Regions from separate parts of the Mus musculus genome. Here regions 2, 3 and 4 are each linked to region 1. A link is a contact called in public promoter capture Hi-C data. All regions are on one chromosome and are shown on one strand. Each heading gives the region's core, a stretch centred on a gene start, on an enhancer-like site or on the middle of the called end of the contact. The rest is flanking DNA. Distances are from core to core; before and after follow the strand shown.

Region 1 (3,413 bases), core at 255-2,754:
TTCAACATTTATATAAAGGTGAAATTTTACTAGAGGTATTATTGGGGCCAGTGAGGTGGAAACACATGGGTAAAAGCACTTGTCACAAGCATCAAGATCTAAATTCAAGCCGGGTGGCCCATGCCTTTGATCCCAGCACTTGGGAGGCAGAGGCAGGCTGATTTCTGAGTTCGAGGCCAGCCTGGTCTACAAAGTGAGTTCCAGGACAGCCAGGGCTATACAGAGAAACCCTGTCTCTGAAAAAAAAAAAAGTATCTAAGTTCAATTCCTGGACCAGTATGGTGTTCGAGGAGAATTGATTTGCTTAAGTGGACATGAAAACAGGAGTTGTGTGTACCCCTCCAAAGTAAATAGTTGTAATTCTTTTTAAAGTGTCAACAAAGGGTTAATTCACGACTTTTGTAAAACAACTGACTCAGCAGAATTTGCATTCTAAAGTACGGGAAACACACTTTTCCCAAAAAAATTAACATTGCAAAAAATATATATATGATAAAAACTAAGCTCTCGCCAGGTGTGGTGGCGCATGCCTTTAATCCCAGCACTTGGGAGGCAGAGGCAGGAGGATTTCTGAGTTCGAGGCCAGCCTGGTCTACAAAGTGAGTTCCAGGACAGCCAGGGCTACGAAAAACAAAACAAACAAACAAAAAAACCTAACTCTCGCTTGTACTCACATCCTTACACACCACCTAAAGTACAATGAAGTGGAAAACCAACACTTTTAATAGTTCTATATCAATTGTACAATACAAGGTTTAAACCTACATGAATCCACAAGGCCAGTCATCCAAGGTCCCCTACTAATCCACATAGGGTAGCAAGCCCTTAGTTACCTAGACGCTCAACAACTGGTCTCTAAACAAAACTTCAAGATACTTTTATTAGGATGGGCTCTTTGTTCACACACCTAAGGCAGCTAACAAAAGAACAGAAACACACGCTCTGCGACTCTGTCCAGTTCCACCTCTCCTGCACATAAGAGAGAGTGAGATGGGGCTTCCCACGCGAGTACGTGGGCCCCAGAGAGCCAGCAGCTGGGGCCAGGTCGCCGCGTGCCTAGTCGCCCGCGGGGGCGTGGCAAGCGCCGAGCCGGCCTTTGTTGTCCCTCGTGGCGCGCGGAGGGGGGGGGGGAGGGGCGGCCCCAGACATGCGAAGCGGGCAGCCACCATCAGCCCCCGTCGCGTGGCTCCTCGGTCCCCACGGGCGCGCGCGAACCCACCTTCTTGTAGTGCTTGCCCAGCCAGACTCGCACCGAATCTAGCTGGGACACCGTGTCCGGGCTCTCCCAAAACTTGCTGGCCGGGCCCCCGTCCTTCCTCCGGTACACGGCCAGCCCGGAGGCCGCCGCCGCACCCCCTGCACCCACGGCGCCTGCTGCTGCTCCCGGACCGCCACCCGCTGTCGCGGCCATAGTCACCGTCCGTCGTGTCTACCGCCCGGCCTAGCCTGGCCCTCGCGGCGTTTCCCGTTCGCACCCGCGCGCGCGCGCGCAGATGCCACCTCCTCCTCCTCCTCCTAGCCCCGCCCAGCCAACCCTCTTCCGGCGCCGAGGCGCGGCCACGCCCCTTCTGGACCCTAAAGCTGCAACGAACAGGCACTGAGAGCGGGCGTACGCATGCGCAGCACGCCGGTAGTCCCCTACGGACTGAGGCTGCCCGCCTTTTCCTCTGGTCTCTCGGAACTGAGCCTCAGCCTCTGCTGTTGGTAGACACTACGAATGACTCTTCCGGGCCCCGTTTGTCTATTCGTTAGGCGGTCAACAATCTCAAGGAGGTTCTGTATCTCTACTAGAAAAAGCGGTCTAGGGTGTGCAGTGCGAGCCGAGCCCCACCCCACCCCACCCCCCCGCGTACCCGCCCCCGAGCGCTAGTAAGCAATTCCTGCTAGTCCCGGAGGCCGCGTCGGTTTGGGGACCTGCATTAAAGACCTAGTCTTTCTTGGGGCTTCATTAATGTTTCTCGAACCACATCAGATGGTTTCTGCTTAGTCGGCCTAGCTCCAGCTACTTCTGCGACCTGGACATTATCTTCCTTTGTGATTCGCACTCTCTCAAATTCATCACTTTAAAAGTATTCCAGAAAACCAGTCCCTGAGTGAACAAGTGATCACAATTACCCAACGGTTTTTTTTGTAGCTCTCTCTTCAACCTGGTGTTTTTATCATCCGCGTTGGGAACTGGACGCTTTATCTACATTTGAAGGCTATATGAAGGCTGAAAGTTTACATTGTAAACAATGTATTGGCTGTATTGGAAACGTGAACATGATATGTTCACGAAGCTCCAAGTGAGGAGGTGTGATGAGTTTATAGACCTTAAAAAAAAATGGAGATAGCCTAGAAGATGTAGTGTGCACGCCTTTAATCCCATAAGGTAGAAGCAGGAGGTTTTCTGAGTTCCAGGCCTGCCTGATGTACATAGAGCTTGAAAGCCAGGACAACCAGGGCTACAGGAAACCCTCCCTGCCTGAACAAACAAAAGAGACTAGTTGTCTCAGGTTATGTATTTGGCTCAGTTCTTAAAAAGCTTGGCAACCTGAGTTGGAACCCCAGAATTCTCATAAAAGTAGAAGGTGAAATTCTTCACGAAGTTACACCCTGACTGTGTACTGTGGCACACATACATCACCCATACCTAATTCTGGGTGGTAGTAATCCTAGCACTCAGGAGGTCGCTGACTTTTAGGCCAGCTTGTTACCATAGTGAGTTCCAAGACTACATACAGAGACCCTGTCTCAACAACAAAATGGAGCAGGGCAGTGAAATGGCTCAGCGGGTAATGCCAATAGTGACGACCTAAATTCAATTCTGGAACTGGAACAATGGAAGGAGAGAACCAACCAACTAACTTGTCCTCTGACTTCTACAGGCAGCCTGGAATGACATGCTTGTCATGGCACATTCACACCCACAGACATAAGCAACATAAAGTAAATGCATAAATGTAATTTAAAAGTTCTTTTAAAGCCGGGCGTGGTGGCACATGCCTTTAATCCCCAGCACTCCAGAGGCAGAGGCAGGCCAATTTCTGAGTTCGAGGCCAGCCTGGTCTACAGAGTGAGTTCCAGGACAGCCAGGGCTATATAGAGAAACCCTGTCTCGAAAAAAAAAAAAACAAAAAACTTTTAAGGACCTGGAGAGATGGCTTAATGGTTAAGAGCACTGACTGCTCTTCTGAAGGTCCTGGTTTCAAATCCCAGCAGCCACAAGGAGGCTCACAACCACCCTTAATGAGATCTGACGCCCTCTTCTGATGTGTCTGAAGACAGACAGCTACAGTGTATTTACATTTAATAATAAATATTTTTTAAGTTCTTTTAAAAAGAAAAATGGCAGGAGGCAGAGGCCGGCAGATTTCTGAATTCCAGGCCAGCCTGGTCTACAAAGTGAGTTCCAGGACAGCCAGAGCTATACA
Region 2 (3,321 bases), core at 699-3,198, 1.1 Mb before region 1:
CTCCGTATATAGCTGAGGCTGGTCTTAAGCTCCTGATATTCCTGCCTTTACCTCCAAACTACTGGGAGTAAGGGTCTGCACTACCATACCCACTTTCTTAAATGTTGAAAATTATAAAAGCCAAGCTAGATGCAATGGTATATGCCTATGATCCCAGTACTTGAGAGGCTGAGACAGGAGGATCTAAAGTTTGAAACCAGCCAGATCTACATAGCGAGTCCAGCCTGGCTACAAAGAGAAAGAGAGAAGGATAGATTATATGAGCCAGGAAAGTGCGGCTCTGACCAAGTAATCTCTGAGTCTGAAGCATGCTCCTTTCTAGTTCCTGTGTTTTTGAGATGGGACTGAGCTGCTCTGCTGATCTCAAACTCCAAGGTTCCAGTGATCCTCTTGCCTCAGCCACCCGGGCAGAGCCATGCTTCATTCAGTGAGCTGAAGCTGCCTCTGGTGTTCAGATGATGTTGCACAGACCCTGGAGCAATTTTAAATTCATATTTTAAAAAATATAATTGTTTCTATGAAGCTGTTTTGAGAGATCCCGTTGTTTTTTTCTGAAGGCACATTTTTTAATTCCTTGGCAGATATATCACTGAGAATATATTACCCTTTAAGTCTGTAATACTCTCTAGAGGCCCATGCACTGAAAGCTTCGTCCATGGTTGGTTGTTATTAGAAAATTATTTAAGATAAGTGTAGGACCTAGTAGATGGTATCCAGGTTATAAGATGTGCCCTTTAAGGGAACAGTGAACCCCTTCTTGTTCTCTTTGGCCTCTGAATGTGAAGTGTGAGTGGCTTTGGTCTCCATGAACTTCACACCACAATGAGTTTCTTCAACACAGGACCAAAAGCATCAGCAACTATTGATCATTAAGTGGGTCATCTAAAACCACGAGCTAATAGAAGCCTGTTGACTATAAGTTGATCATCTCGTGTGCTATGGTAATGAAAACTGCCCGGCACAGTCCCTGTGGTAGCAGCATGAACTATACAGTTACTGTCAACAGAGGAAGTTTGGTGTGACTCCTTTTAACATATGCTTTCCCTTATTCTAATGATTACCTTGTGGATTAGATTTTATCTCTTTCTTAAACAGCATCAGATTGCTCATTGTTGCCACGTTAATATAGGTTGGAAGAGGCAAGTTCGATAACCTTTGCCTTGATGAAGCAACAGTGAAGTTTTCTTTCATCTGGTTCCCTTCCTCCCTAGGCATTGGCAAGCATAAGCCATGTGGCCCATGTCACTATTACAACCAAAACAGCTGATGGGAAATGTGCGTACAGGTATGTGATAATGACTTCTGTGTCCACCCTAAACATATGTGTTACTCCCCTTGACCCCCGCTAGGATACTGATTTTCCTTCCATTCCTATGGATAAAATACTCATCCACAGGGATGATCATGAGGTGGAACTCTCTTACCTCATGGCTTCTTTTTAAGATTTAAATTAGCATATTTTATGTGTATGGCTATTTTGACTGCATTCACGTCTGTGTACCATGTGTATGGCTGGTACCCTGAGAGGCCTGAAGAAGGTATGGGCTCTACTGGGACAGGAGTTACATATGATTGCAAACTGTGAGCACAACATGTAGGTCCTGGGAATAGAATACAGGTTCTCTGGAAGTTTCTAGGTAATGAGATATTCTCATTTCCTGTTCCTTCTCTCTTTGGCCTCTTTGATCTGCTGGAATGATCTGCTGGAAGAATAGCCAGTGCTTTTAACAGCTGAGCCATCTCCAGCCCCACTGGATGGCTTCCTAAAAGATGAGTTGTAACACATTACAAGTACCCAGGAAGGTATCCATTGCACTTAGGATTTTAAGCACACAGTAGTTGCTCATGTTATTTCTGCCCTTTGCCCTTTGGTGAGGGGCAGCACTTTGGGCTGATTACAGGTCTCTGGCTGGTGTGCTGGCTCCCGAGCTTCTGGCACTCTTCTCCTTGGGCCTGTGTGAGCTGGCTTGCTTTCCAGGAAATAGCTGCTGCCTGGTGTTGTGCTGGCAGTTTCCAGAGGCTTGGAAATGGTCCTGAGACAGAACAAACATGGGATTCAAGAAATCACAGTCATGCTTTTGTTTCTGTAAGCACTGGCTTGCACTGGCTGAAACCTTTAGTCATCCCTAATGAATGCAGAAAGAAAGAAAAGCCTGCAGGTTGTCTGTAAATTAAATCAGGACAATTCTGTGCCCTCAGTCTCCTGAAGACTAATGTGTGCTGTAACAGAAGAGAGAGTGCTTCAGAGTGAGCAGTGCTGGGTTAGGGGTCTTGATTTGGGGTGTGAATTCTGGGTGGTCTGATTGAGTAAAAACCAGAGGGACAATTGTGAGTTAAGTGTTTTGTAGGTAGCCTGAGCTGGGAGTCCTGTTTCAAGACATCTGTGTTTTGTTGGGTTTTTTGGTTGTTTTTGTTTTTGTTTTTTGTTATGCCACACCTGGGGCTTCTAGTGACTGACTCCCTTCTGTGGCAGGATAAAATTCAAAGGTTTGTTTCATCTTGTCACCCGATGCCTTCCTGTGCTGGATAGTTTTATGACATGCTAAAATCATTTAAGAAGAGGGAACCTTAATTTAAAAAATGCTTCCCTAAGATCTGGCTGTAAGACATTTTCTTAATCAGTGATTAATGGGTGAGGTGCCCAGCCCATTGTGGGTGGCGCCATCCCTGGCTGGGTTCTATAAGAAAGCAAGCTGAGCAAGCATGGGAGCAGCGCCCTCCATGGCCTCAGCATCAGCTCCTGCCTCCAGGTTTCCATCCTGCTTGAGATCCTGTCCCGACTTGGTGTGGAAGTATAAGCCAAATAAGCCCGCTTCTCCCCAAATTGCTTTGGTCCTGGTGTTTTGTTACAATAATAGTAACACTAAGACACTTCCAAATGTCCTGACACACTTTTCAGCCCTTCTCTCCACATATTACCAAAGTGCCGCGTGTTCCAAAGCTCCTTGCTCTCTGACTTACGAGGATTTTTTCTATTCACCTGAAACTATTTCTCTTTAAAGCTTGGATGAGTTTTGTTCTTTTCACTGATGCTACCACCTCCACAGTCACCTACCCAGGCTAAAGGGTCTTACTAGATCCCTTAACACATTAATCTACATTGAATAAAAGACTGTCCCTGGGGCTGATCAGGAGCTATTTTTCCGTGGGATATTGAGCTTTGTTTTGTTTTTGAGACAGAAAGCTCTGGCTGCCTGGAACTTGCAATGAGTTCCTCCTTTTGCCTCCAGAGAGCTGGGGTTACAGGTTACCCTACTGCTGCTGGCTAAGGCTGGGGTTACAGGTTACCCTACTGCTTCTGGCTAAGGCTGGGGTTACAGT
Region 3 (3,466 bases), core at 351-2,850, 1.0 Mb after region 1:
GTATAATCTTTGATGTATTAGAATCACTGAATTATATAAATTAAATAGCTAAGCTATATAGTAAGCTTTATATCAGTAAACCTGTTATTAAAAAAAATAATAACTGGGCTGGAGAGATGGTTCAGAGGCTAAGAGGGCATATAAATTAGTTTGACTCCTAGCACTTAGCCACACTAGGCAAGTCACAACTACCTGTAACTCCTGCTCTGGGGTACCCGATGGCTCTGGCCTCTGGGGTCTTTCTTTCACTCTCTCATATACACATACATTCACACACTCATAACTAGATTTTTCCCTCAAAAACTGGGCATATAGTTCAATTATACAGCACTTACCTAACATGAGTGAGGCCCTAGGTTCAAGCCTTTATTGCACACATTCATTCAAGCAAGCAAACACACACACACACACACACACACACACACACACACCCCTCCGTCACTTCTTCAGCTGAAGCATCTCTTCAGGATTTTATATTATCTAACTGTATCACTGCTTGAAACGTAATAGTAATCCATCTTTCCTGCTACTGTGGTTAATGGGAACTCAGGTACAAATGCTAGGCTGACAAACTCACATCACCCTAATTAATCCCTCTTGTTTTCTCTCCTAACTCAAATCCAATCTATTAGCAAAATCCTGCTGACTTTCTAAGCCTAGGAGTCTCCCCAACCCCCATCTCTGTCAGGTATACAAAGTGGTCTCGCTGGCTAGCATGCCATGGCTGGACTACCCCTCACTCATCTCCATTCCATCTCAACAGCCTTCAACAGTCCCGCAGTTTCTTCAGGGCAAAAGTCAACGCCTTCTCCACAGCTTCAGGGGATCTGACTCTCATTGTCTCTCCATTTTCGACTGCTTTCTCACTCCTTCCAATCATATGAAGGACTGGAACACACAAGGCCGTCTTCCACTCAGGGCCTTGGCACTGCCTAGCTCTTCCCTGTTCACAGTTGTCTCCCTGGCCTTCCTAAAGTCCTGCTCAGAGAGCCCCTGGAGAAGTCTTTTTTAACTACCCTAGCAAAAATGACATCCCACCAAGGGAGCATTCCTTAACCACTTTCTCTGCTTTTTTTTTTTTTCCTCCCCACACAGGTCACATAAGGTGTGATGCGTATTTTACTTATTTGCTCTGCGGTAGGTTTGTCTTGCTACAATGTCAGCGTTCCTCAAGCCTCAGTCCAGAATACAATGTATCTATACAAAGTACATACTCAAAAAAACGAACTAGAAGAAAGAATTTGCAAACACTTGCACTCATTGTTTCAATAAGTCCGAACTTTTTCCCGCGGCTTCTGAAGCTGAGGACTGGGTGATAATTGGCCACTACCCACTTCTGCCATCTCCTATCCCATCTCGTGCCCGCCACTTGAGCTTTCCTCGGTTCCGGAAAGGCACTTGCATGTACCCTCCCCTCCACCTGCAATGCTTTCTTTCTGTGCCGGATTACAAGCTTTATAGGCAGACACCATCCCCCACTCCCACGGTTTCGGATAAACCCAGGCAGAAGGAGCCTTCCGCCCCGTACCTGAATTGCCTAAGCCTATTAGGCTCCAGCAGAAAGCCCCGCGTCTGCCACTCAATTGACCCCTGACCGGTCAGCACCCGCCCCTGAAGGCATCCTTTAAAATACGTGAGGGTGACTTCCTGCCTAGCAGCCAATCAGGGGCCACGCATAGGTGCGGCATAAGCGAAGGCTGTAAGTCCTGTTTCCGGCATACGATCAGGGGCTGGTGAAGGGGCTGGAGGCGCCATGTCGGGCCGGGAAGGTAAGGCTATTTGGAGATCGGGGGTGGGACGGATGGATGGGGAACCATGGGAGGGCGATCGATGGCGGGGATGGGCCGAGCATGCTCGTGTCGCCCACAGGTGGCAAAAAGAAGCCCCTGAAACAGCCCAAGAAGCAGGCCAAGGAGATGGACGAGGTGAGGACGGGAGCGGAGGCCGGGCGGGCGCTGAGGGTATGGGCGACTGGACTGGAGTGAACCTGCTTTGCCTCTCTGCAGGAAGATAAGGCTTTCAAGCAGAAACAAAAGGAGGAACAGAAGAAACTCGAAGAGCTAAAAGCCAAGGCCGCCGGGAAGGGCCCCCTGGGTAAGTGAAGATCGAGCTATTGTAGGTATACTAGGGCAGGACAGGTCTGTTCCGGGGGTCGTTGGTGAACTACTGGGTCTGGTGTACACTCTGGCCAAGCCCCCTGCCTTGGGTTTGTGCAGTTCGAAGAGGGCGGGAGTGGAAACGTTGCCTCTCAAGACAGTCATGGGCTTCCAGTTCATGGAGAAGCTACAGAAGTGGAAACACCAACATGTACGCCGCACAGACACATATAGCTAAGTTTCTGAGTATCCTCCTGTTTCTGGTTACAAACTAGCAATTCACTTTATAGGTTGTTAACCTTAGAACATAGGACTTTTTTTACTTGCTGGTCGTGTTATCAGTAATGATACTGAGTCGTGCTATCTAGACTAGAGGATAAAAGTCCAGGCTCCTTAGCATGTATTTCGCTCTGGGTACTATTTTGTTTTGTGGCTATGCTGGGGAGCACACTCATTTGTGCAAAGCAAACCCTCCCTCTTGAGCTGTAGCCTACGCTCCATGCTCTCTCTGTGCCTTGCCCACGATTTTTTCTCTTGAGAGTGAATCACAGGTCCAGGAGTCCTAATATCTCATTAAGAAAAGTTTTAATTTTTGTATTTAAGCATATAGGTGTTTTTTATGCATGCATATCTGTGTACCATGTGTGTGCAGTGCCCTGGAAGACCAGACAAAGGTCTCCTGGGACTGTAGTTACAGACAGTTGTGAACTGGGAATTGAACCCAGATCCCCTGGAAGAGCAGCCAGTACTCTTAAATGCTGAGCCATCTCTCTAACCTTTGTTGTTGTTTTTTAAATTGATAGACAAGTTCTCTACCATTTGGGCAGTGGTGGCTCACATCTTTAATCCCAGCACTTGGGAGGCAGAGGCAGGGGGATTTCTGAGTTCGAGGACAGCCAGGGCTACACAGAGAAACCCTGCCAAAAAAAAGTTTCTGAGGCTGGCCTTGAATTTTAGATTCTCCTGCCTTCACCTAGATAGCCAAGATTAGAGTCTGTGCAACCAGCCTGACTTTGTGTGCATTGTAAAAGCACTATTTTGCATTTTCTAACTAGCAATTATTTCTGCCTGTTATCAGTGTCACATAGATACTGGAACTGTCACCCCAAGACCTATTGCATTGGGTTCGATCTGTTGTTTATCCACATAGCAATGTAATTGTAGCTGTTGTGATTGCTTTTTAAAATGAGGTCAGTTATCTGGCACCTTTAATCTGCGATTATGTATAAGGAGGTCAGACCTTGGTTAAATCCTGTACAGACAAAGTGTTTATAATCTGCAAATCCAAAGTGTCCCAGATCTGAGAGCTAACACCAGAAGCAAACTCCTGGTGTTGGATGATGCATTACAGTCAAGTGCAGAGGCCCTGG
Region 4 (3,538 bases), core at 884-3,383, 1.1 Mb after region 1:
CTCCTTTAATCCCAGCACTCAGGAGGCAGAGGCAGGTGGATTTCTGAGTTCAAGGCCAGCCTGGTCTACAGAGTGAGTTCCAGGACAGCCAGGGCTATAAAGAGAAACCCTGTCTCGAAAAACCAAAAATTTAAAAAAGAAAAGAAAAGGGGGTCCCTGAGTGAGGCCTGCATCCTTTTCAGAAGGCTGCCTTCTCCTGAGGCTGTACATGTACATCACATCAAGGCCTGACAGAACGGCCTCAGAGACACAGTGGCTTCAGCTGGAACAAGAGGTAAGACTCAGACACTGCTCACCCTTCACTCCCACCCCCCGAGAGCCCAGAGTCTCCTTCCCTTGTGGGAAAGTGGGAGCTACAATTCCTTTTTTGCCAGTTTGTCAAACAGCAACGGGTAAAATGTAGGGGTTCCTCACAGGGATTCAATACAAGCACATCCTGGGTTATAGTGGTGCTCAGCAGAGCTGCCTGGGCTTTGGGGGCCCCGATCCTGGTCCTGGAAGCAGTAAGCTGTTGGTGAGATTCAAGTCTGAAAGCCTGAGACTACCACTACTTGTACCCCACTTGTGCAGGCAAGCAGTTGTAGACGTAGCTAGAGCACCTTAGAAATGCCCGCCAAAGCCCTGTGACAACCGTCTGTTCTACATGGGATGGGTACTATCTCTTCTTGTTCCAGGTAGTATGGCTCTTGGCCAAGCTGAGTGTACAGAGCCCTGCCCCCGCTGGCATTGGTTCTGACTGTCACTGCAATGTAGAGGTGAGTGGCCAGAGACCAGCATCATGGATGCTCAGTTAGTTAAGAGCAATCCTGTTGATCTTGAAGTGGTGAGGTGAGTAAGTCTCTGGACCTCAGGCTGTGCCCTCTCACCCTAGGCAGTCAGAGCGCTCACTGTGATGTTGCACAGGCAATGGCTGACGGTGCGGCGGGCAGGAGGTCCAAGGACCCACCAGCAGAAGCAGACGATACGCTGTCTGCGGGACACTGTGCTGCTGCTGCATAGCCTATCTCAGAAGGACAAGCTCTTCACTGTGCACTGTGTCGAGGTCCTGCATCAGTACGACCAGGTGATGCCAGGGGTCAGCATGCTGATTCGAGCCCTTCCTGATGTGACTGACTGTGAAGGTAAGCTAGCACGACACTGTCCTAGCCTTCGTGTGCCTCTGTCAGACTCCTTTCCATGAGTCTCCCCTTGCCTCCAGAGCCATTCCTGGCACATGGGTATTACCTTCCTGCTCTGGGTCTTTGAGTATGACAGGTTCCCATTTGATGGTGTCTATTGAATTGGCCTCGCTGAGCCATGGTTTTCCACAAAGATCTGTCCGAATTGCCTTTGTGTCACTTTTGCTCACAGTCGCTGAGGGAGCAAAGCCTGTGCATAGAAGGGACTGGTTGGTTCCTGTGACGCTAGGGAGCATGGGGGCCTCCAAGCCCCCACGCTGTCGAGTTAACCTCAGACCCCTCTTCCTTTTGGCTCAGAGGCTGCCCTGGATGACCTCTGTGCTGCGGAGACTGATTTGGAAGACTCTGAGATGGACTGTAACTGAGGGCCTGAGCATCCAGCCACAAGGTGGCGCCAGCTCCCACCGCCGTCTTTGCCATATCCACTGATTAAAACTGCACTTCCTGCTGAGAACACAAGCTTTGTTTCCTGAGTCCGATTTGTGTGGCTGAGAGGGAGGGACAGGGCAGACCAAGAATTGATGAGATGACTCCTGCTGGAGTTGAGATGGCCCCCATGGTAACTGATCTGCCCTGAGGAAAAACCCTGCCCCTCTTCGGGAATTACCCTGAGTCATAGCTTTGGGCGGGGGCCGTGGTGGGGGCAGGGGTACGTTTGTGGCCAAGGAGGCAGCCCTTTTTAGGAAGGCCTGGATCAAGGACTGGGGGAAAGACAAGAAAAGGCAGAGGCTCACGGGCACATTTGAATCCTAGAGACAACCCAGTTTGAGTTGTCAGTGTTGGGGCAGTAGTCCATTTTACCAGCCAGCAGGATCACAGATATGGATCTAGGAAGGCCTTTGGGGTGCTTGGGGAGGGAGGGAGGAGCGTCAGCACGAGGGCCAGGCCTGGCAGGCTAACAGCAGGGCGGGCCCTGTTCAGGAGGCAGGCCTATGGGTGGACCCAGGCAGTTTTACTTCCTCAGCCACACTGCTGCCAGCAGCAGACCCAGCGGAGTGCCTTGCTGCCTGCTTCTCGGTAAGTGTGGAGTAAGGGTATGGGGTAAGGCAGAAGAGAATAGGGTTCCCTCACCCTGAAGGTAGTCAGCACTAGGGGAAGGGCCTCCCTCAAAAGGCAAATAAGTAGTGGATCCATCCCACTAGAACAACCCTGCCCTCCAGCTTCTAGTGGCCCTGGATAGTACCTGCTGAAGGGAAGGGCTGAGCTGCCTTTCTGCACCCCACCTCAGCCCACTTGAGACCTTCCTGCTGCTACTCATTACCCCATCTCCTCCCCAGGTTCAGCATGGGCTCACAGACCCTGCCCCATGGTCACATGCAGACCCTCATCTTCTTAGACCTGGAAGCCACTGGCCTGCCTTCGTCTCGGCCCGAAGTCACAGAGCTGTGCCTGCTGGCTGTCCACAGACGTGCTCTGGAGAACACTTCCATTTCTCAGGGACATCCACCTCCAGTGCCCAGACCGCCCCGTGTGGTGGACAAGCTCTCTCTGTGCATTGCTCCAGGGAAAGCCTGTAGCCCTGGGGCCAGTGAGATCACAGGTCTGAGCAAAGCTGAGCTGGAAGTACAGGGGCGTCAACGCTTCGATGACAACCTGGCCATCCTGCTCCGAGCCTTCCTGCAGCGCCAGCCACAGCCTTGCTGCCTTGTGGCACACAACGGTGACCGCTATGACTTTCCTCTGCTCCAGACAGAGCTTGCTAGGCTGAGCACTCCCAGTCCCCTAGATGGTACCTTCTGTGTGGACAGCATCGCTGCCCTAAAGGCCTTGGAACAAGCTAGCAGCCCCTCAGGGAATGGTTCGAGGAAAAGCTACAGCCTGGGCAGCATCTACACCCGCCTGTACTGGCAAGCACCGACAGACTCACATACTGCTGAAGGTGATGTTCTAACCCTGCTCAGCATCTGTCAGTGGAAGCCACAGGCCCTACTGCAGTGGGTGGACGAACATGCCCGGCCCTTTAGCACCGTCAAGCCCATGTACGGCACTCCGGCTACCACTGGAACAACCAACCTAAGGCCACATGCTGCCACAGCTACTACACCCCTGGCCACAGCCAATGGAAGTCCCAGCAATGGCAGGAGCAGGCGACCTAAGAGTCCTCCTCCAGAGAAGGTCCCAGAAGCCCCATCACAGGAGGGGCTGCTGGCCCCACTGAGCCTGCTGACCCTCCTGACCTTGGCAATAGCCACTCTGTATGGACTCTTCCTGGCCTCACCTGGGCAGTAAGTCAAGAGGGGAAATATGATGAATAAAGACTTCCATAGCACTGACTGCTTGCCGCCTCTGCTTCTCAGCCTGGGCCTCTGGCCATGCTCAGGCCCTAGGGATGAGGTACAGTCCCTCTCTCCTGCTCTCTT

What was found. Promoter capture Hi-C pulls out the DNA fragments that hold promoters and counts their contacts.
Region 2: a promoter capture Hi-C map of liver shows a contact between it and region 1, with 4 times the contacts expected there. The contact joins the enhancer-like site here to the promoter of Smarcc1 in region 1. A contact is called at or near these places in 3 of 39 promoter capture datasets (liver and pre-B cells) and 2 of 9 other capture datasets (adipose tissue and macrophages).
Region 3: a contact with region 1 is called in a promoter capture Hi-C map of pre-B cells, with 4 times the contacts expected there. The contact joins the promoter of Ccdc51 here to the promoter of Smarcc1 in region 1. A contact is called at or near these places in 10 of 39 promoter capture datasets (the 3T3-L1 cell line, the C10 cell line, the HPC-7 cell line and 6 more), 3 of 115 datasets of contacts at active chromatin or transcription factors (astrocytes, embryonic limb bud and stem cell-derived neural progenitor cells) and 1 of 9 other capture datasets (embryonic stem cells).
Region 4: a promoter capture Hi-C map of pre-B cells shows a contact between it and region 1, with 5 times the contacts expected there. The contact joins the promoter of Trex1 here to the promoter of Smarcc1 in region 1. A contact is called at or near these places in 10 of 39 promoter capture datasets (the 3T3-L1 cell line, the C10 cell line, the HPC-7 cell line and 5 more) and 3 of 115 datasets of contacts at active chromatin or transcription factors (bone marrow-derived dendritic cells, extraembryonic endoderm stem cells and kidney).

The regions. Positions count from the first base shown.
Region 1 is chr9:110,130,115-110,133,527 of GRCm38.p6, reverse strand. Smarcc1 (SWI/SNF related, matrix associated, actin dependent regulator of chromatin, subfamily c, member 1) reads right to left here and starts at 1,504. Exons shown (of 28, transcript NM_009211.2): 1 at 1,220-1,504. The coding sequence starts at 1,411.
Region 2 is chr9:111,259,443-111,262,763 of GRCm38.p6, reverse strand. Mlh1 (mutL homolog 1) reads left to right here. Exons shown (of 19, transcript NM_026810.2): 4 at 1,212-1,285. Among named protein-coding and RNA genes, the nearest start is that of Mlh1, 11 kb to the left of the region's middle. Within about 2 kb of position 1,948, at least 80 of the 459 cell types and tissues checked have an H3K27ac peak or open chromatin away from gene starts, as enhancers often do. A contact at or near this core is called in adipose tissue and liver, where this site is marked.
Region 3 is chr9:109,080,630-109,084,095 of GRCm38.p6, reverse strand. Ccdc51 (coiled-coil domain containing 51) reads right to left here and starts at 1,600. Exons shown (of 4, transcript NM_025689.4): 1 at 1,529-1,600. It overlaps Tma7 (translational machinery associated 7), which reads left to right and starts at 1,715. Exons shown (of 4, transcript NM_183250.2): 1 at 1,715-1,769; 2 at 1,870-1,925; 3 at 2,007-2,094. The coding sequence starts at 1,754.
Region 4 is chr9:109,057,846-109,061,383 of GRCm38.p6, reverse strand. Trex1 (three prime repair exonuclease 1) reads left to right here and starts at 2,133. Exons shown (of 2, transcript NM_001012236.1): 1 at 2,133-2,195; 2 at 2,456-3,452. The coding sequence starts at 2,463. The coding sequence ends at 3,407. Atrip (ATR interacting protein) reads left to right here. Exons shown (of 13, transcript NM_172774.3): 10 at 183-274; 11 at 675-755; 12 at 872-1,121; 13 at 1,476-1,637. The coding sequence ends at 1,543. It overlaps Atrip-trex1 (Atrip-Trex1 readthrough), which reads left to right. Exons shown (of 14, transcript NR_153412.1): 10 at 183-274; 11 at 675-755; 12 at 872-1,121; 13 at 1,476-2,195; 14 at 2,456-3,451.